Regions from separate parts of the Mus musculus genome. Here region 2 is linked to region 1. The links are chromatin contacts, called in public Hi-C maps. All regions are on one chromosome and are shown on one strand. The core of a region is the stretch at or near the end of the contact, and the rest is flanking DNA. Distances in the headings are between cores, read along the strand shown.

Region 1 (2,537 bases), core at 28-2,527:
TGTATTGCTAAGTTTGATGTATTGTTATAAATTATGCTTTGGTTTCAGGCCTGTTTAAAAAAAAAAGTTCAGTGTTTCTTTGAGTTCTGGGAAACATGCTGTAAATAATTTGGTGCTTCTTGGCCAGCAGTTCCTCTCGTAATATAAAGTCGTGTCGGCATCTATATCTTCTTATATCTTAAAAATACCTATTTCCTCTCCTTTCTCACAGCAGGGGTGGGGAGGGGAGAAGAAGCGAATGGCATTTTCTGGGTTCTCCCGGGTCTTGGAGGAATCTGTCTGTGTCCTCCAGGCCTGTCTTTCTGCTCCCGGCTGCCTACCTGACTGAGGTGACCTGCGACCTCAGCATTCAACCCGGTGCACTCCCACGCCCTCTTCCCCTTCAGTGTCCATTCTGAGGACACTTGTTTGTGGCACACTGCTGTGACGAGCCATGAAAGGGAAGTGAGCAACCCTGCGTCAAAGGTGGTGGGCAGCTCTCCCGAGGCTCCCCGTCAGCTTGTCCTCTGGCAAAGTGCTTCTGTCTACGGAGCTGCCTCACCTACCACCTAAGTCCTTACCTTAAAAAAAAAAAAAAAAAAGCAACAAGCTCTAAAGAATTAAAACATATGTTTGAGATCATAACGTAGTTATACCATTTCCCCTTCCATTTGCTCCCATGTCCCCACCTCTTCCTTTTGAGTTCATGGTCTTTTTTTAAAAAACATTTATTTATTTACTTTATGTATGTGAGTACACTGTAGCTGTACAGATGGTTGTGAACCTTCATGTGGTTGTTGGGAATTGAATTTTAGGACCTCTGCTTGTTCCAGTCAACTCTGCTTGCTCAGGCCCAAAGATTTATTTATTATTATACATAAGTACATTCACTGTAGCTGTCTTCAGACACACCAGAAGAGGTCATCAGATCTCATTAGGGGTGGTTGTGAGCCACCATGTGGTTGCTGGGATTTGAACTCAGGACCTTCGGAAGAACAGTCGGTGCTCTTAACCGTTGAGCCATCTCACCAGTCCCCGTTCATGGTCTTTTTAATTATTATATACTCCTAAATACACAAACACAGCCTGCTCTGTCTGTACAATGTTACCCGTACACAACACAGTCAACTTAAAAAGCCCTTAAAAGAGTCTCAATGACTGTTAATGAGTGGCACCTGTTCGACACATCGATGACGACATCTTGAGATAGGGTTTTCTGGAGAGCCACTGAGAAAACTGTGCAGTGCTCTGGCGCCCGATTTAGAATGTTTGTCCTCAGGCCTAACTGTCGATTGCCGAGGCTGCCTCCTGGTTAGGCTGGGAGTTGTTTGGGTGAGCAGTGGCTGGGCCCTGCTCTTCGGCTAGCTCCCAGGTGGGCGCCTCCGCGGATGACTTTTATCGACCAGCAGGTGGCGCTGTTGACAGGCAAATTGGCTCCTGTGAGTACCGAGTTGGAACCCTCCCTGGTTGGATTTGTCGCTAACTGGCTGGTGAGCTGTTGACCTGTCCAGAAGTAGGCAATTGTGTGCCTTAAAGGATATATCTTGTCCATAATCCACGGATAAGTCGATTCTGCTCCTGATTCCCCCACCCCCACCCCCCCGGTTCCCTACTAGTAAGAGCTCTGTCAGGTCCATCCCTGCAGTAACTTTCTTTCTGCATCCAAAGGCCGGGCAGGTCATACAGCTGGTTCTGGGTTAGGACTCAGACCCTTGCTGAAGGATACTGTAGAACACGTTCCCTCTCTCACAGGCTACAGCCGCTGCCCATGGAGGTGGTGACTGAATCGTGCCAGTGGGGAGTCGGAGCAGATGCAGTCCGAGTTGAATGTATGCAGTATGAGCCTTGGTGGTCCATCAGTGAGGGACTTGGGGGACCGTTTGTTAGAGCACCCTAACCTGACCTGCCTGTTCAAGACAGGGTGTGTGAGAGCAGGTGTTGATGAAAGAAAAGAATCCGGGATATCTCAGACAAGGCTGGTTCATCACTGTGAGAGAGGATGGGATCGGGCTAGGGTGGGGGAGGGGCAAACGTCGGATTCAGCTGTGTGGGGGAGTGCAAGGTCAAGGTGATCCCTCTAAAGGCGACTGGAGAACAACCCCAGGCTAAGGGTTGCTGGAGGTTGCCCTTTAAAGACTATCACAGTTTGATGTTGGAGAATGAATTCTATCTATTCAACTCTCACACAACGGGTCTCTTTCCAGGGTACAAGGGAAGCCAAGGCTTTCTGCTGGCAATGCTGGCTATAACAGACCTGGCCACATGGCGCTCAGCTGGCCCCACAGCAGGTGGAACTTCCCTTCTCCTGCTCCAGGGCCCAGCATCTCAGCAGGAGACAGATTGCATCAGCTGTCCCCAGACTGGCAAGAGGTAAAACTGGATCCTTCCTCCTAGATTTGCAGAGTGGTCCAGGCTCAGTAGAAAGGGTTCTTTGGAAGCCTGTTAGATGGGTCAGCCAGGGGAAGTCTCTCTCCTTGGGGGAACCTCAGGAAGGGGGCAGCCATGCAGGCTAACACACGGTTCTCAGAGCCTTGCAGGTAGAACCCAGAACAGGAGCG
Region 2 (2,537 bases), core at 25-2,524, 100 kb after region 1:
AGCAGTCACTGGCTGAGCACCATGTGAGCTGAGCTGCCTCACCTCCATAGTGGACAGCGGTATTGTCCCTGAGGACAGTGGAGCCCAGCAGGTATGGAGGATAATGGGGTTTAGATGAGCATCTGGGTGACTGCGTAACTCAGCCGTTATCTTATCACAAGGAACTGAAAGCAGTACAGGGTAGGGTTAGATACACGAGGACCCGCGGAGGCAAGCATGGACAGCTGCATGGAGGTAAGGGAGTCACTGCTGGGATCTGCAAATGTGACCTCGAGCTTCCTTGTGGCCACATGGAAAGGGGGAGAGGTGATTAATTCAGATCACAGGTTATCAAGATAGAGGAAGTAACAGTTCAAGGGGGGGAGCCAAGTTGCTCTTAACCACAATTTCCTCAAGGGTGTTTCTCTGTGGGTGCCTTCTTCTGGTGCTACTGGAAAGCATACAGCTCTGAAGGTATAGCTTTCACAGATCGCTGCTTACAGCGAGCGACCTTAAGGGGCCCCCTGGGAAGGAGGCTCAGAGTGGGCACATTTGTGGGGTCAGAACAGGGGAGAGCTGAGCTCTCAGGATGCAAGCTCAGAGGCTCGGAGAGGTGAGACTGGGGGCTGCCCACCCTTCAGAGAAGTGGGGTGTGTGTGAGCCTTTCCTTTGAGTCCTGAGGAGCAAACTCCACTCACACTTCCCAGCTGTGTGGCTACGGGAAAGAGGCTTCACCTCTCTCTCTCTCTCTCTTTTTTTTTTTTTCCTTTCTTTTTGGTTTTTTGAGACAGGGTTTCTCTGTGTAGCCCTGGCTGTCCTGGAACTCACTCTGTAGACCAGGCTGGCCTCGAACTCAGAAATCCACCTGCCTCTGCCTCCCAAGTGCTGGGATTAAAGGCGTGCGCCACCACGCCCGGCCGGCTTCACCTCTCTTAACACGTTTTCTCATCTACCAAGCGGAGTTTTCTCTGTGGGGCCACCCGAACACTGCAGAGGTGTGTCTGGCATGGAGCCAGCACATTGGGCCTGGGTTAGCTACGTATGTAGACATGGGATGCATGTCTTTATTCCATGAACATTGTGGTGGTGGTGGTAGGGGTGTGAGGGATGTGAGGGACAGGAATATTATATCTCCTTGGAGTTGACAGAGGCCAGGCATCCATTGTGATCTTACAGTGTTCTGGGCAGCAGGAGGGAGGGGCTTGTCATGATTGACAGCACCTGGGAGTCAGGAGCCACCAGCCCTGTGCCCATGTCCTGGCCCTGAACCCAAGCAGGAGACAGATGGACTGGAACACGCCATTCCTCACGCCACCCTGGCTGGCCTTTCCCCATCTGCCTTGACAAAGGCCACGGGGGTGGGGGTGGGGTGGGGTGAGGCGCGGGGTGGGGGTGTTGGAAGGTCAATCACAGCACAGTGCGCCAGGCCAGTTCCGAGCACAGCCAGCCCTCCTTTTGAATGGATTGTTTTATCCCCTGGATCTGACCAGCCATAGATGAAGAGAATTTTGGGAAGCTGGTTATGAAGGCAGACGCCCATAATCCCAGAACTCAGAGGCAGGGGATCACTAGTTTGAAGACCACTTGATCTACAAAACAAAATTTTCTCTCTCTCCAAACAAACAAACACCAAGTAGAAAAGACAAGCAAAAATTTTTGTTGTTGTTGCTTTTTGAGACAGGGTTTCTCTGTGTAGCCCTGGCTGTCCTGGAACTCTGTAGACCAGGCTGGCCTTGAACTCAGAAATTCATCTGCCTCTGCCTCCCGAGTGCTGGGATTAAAGGCGTGTGCTACCACGACCGGCTAGCAAAAATTTTTAAAAGGAAAAGAGAGAGAGAGAGAGAGAGAGAACTATGCTCACAGTGTACCCATGACATTAGACATTAAACTGAATCCCCAGGAAGGCTAAAGTATTCAGCAGGACGCGTGTGGTTTTATATGCAGATATTACACTGTTTCAGAAATGGATGCTAGGATTTGGGGATTCAAGAGGCGTGTGGGAGTCAGTCCCTACTTTACATTGGATGTTAGTCCTTGCAGACTCTTATAACACAGGACCTGGCACCCCTTTCCCTTCACATCCCCTTATAGACAGGGCAGCTAAGGTGACTTCCCTCTAGGTCCCCAGGAACAGAGAGAGGCTTCCTCACCTCTGGAGGGCTGGGGGCGGGGAGGCAAAGGCTGCACCATCAGAGGAACCTATTCTGCTGGCCCTGGCTCAGACCCTGACCCCAGCTTCTCCCAGCCCAGCCTACAAACCAGACATGACATCATCTGGGTCATCTTCCTATGGCCAGCAATGAGCTTCTCTCAGTCCCCTGTGCTACAGTTGGGGCCAATGGGTTGAGCTTCCTCCCTCTTCTCTCAGCTTTCACATCCTAGTTCCTGCTTGTCCTTTACCAACTCAGAGGTCCCTTTTCCCAGAAAACTAGATGCCAGCCCTTCTTACTTCTTGGGATATCTGGGGCTCACCTGGCCCAGCGCGACCTCTCTGTCTATGCATGTGTGTCCACCATGGGGAAAGACCCTAAAGAAATTGTTTTCCATCTTCCATGCCT

What was found. A called contact is a pair of places that touch in the nucleus more often than the background predicts.
Region 2: a contact with region 1 is called in a Hi-C map of cerebellar granule neurons, with 2.9 times the contacts expected there. The contact joins the enhancer-like site here to the promoter of 1700069L16Rik in region 1. A contact is called at or near these places in 1 of 15 datasets of contacts at CTCF or cohesin (embryonic stem cells), 9 of 484 Hi-C or Micro-C datasets (the N1E-115 cell line, bone marrow-derived macrophages, cerebellar granule neurons and 6 more), 6 of 115 datasets of contacts at active chromatin or transcription factors (effector CD8 T cells, embryonic fibroblasts, embryonic stem cells and 3 more) and 4 of 9 other capture datasets (adipose tissue, embryonic stem cells, liver and 1 more).

The regions. Positions count from the first base shown.
Region 1 is chr5:113,723,512-113,726,048 of GRCm38.p6, reverse strand. 1700069L16Rik (RIKEN cDNA 1700069L16 gene) reads left to right here and starts at 1,277. Exons shown (of 3, transcript NR_033216.1): 1 at 1,277-1,418; 2 at 2,184-2,349.
Region 2 is chr5:113,619,033-113,621,569 of GRCm38.p6, reverse strand. The region is part of intron 1 of Cmklr1 (chemokine-like receptor 1); the gene reads left to right. Among named protein-coding and RNA genes, the nearest start is that of Gm42002, 17 kb to the right of the region's middle. Within about 2 kb of position 1,274, at least 29 of the 459 cell types and tissues checked have an H3K27ac peak or open chromatin away from gene starts, as enhancers often do. A contact at or near this core is called in bone marrow-derived macrophages, cerebellar granule neurons, cerebellum and 2 more, where this site is marked.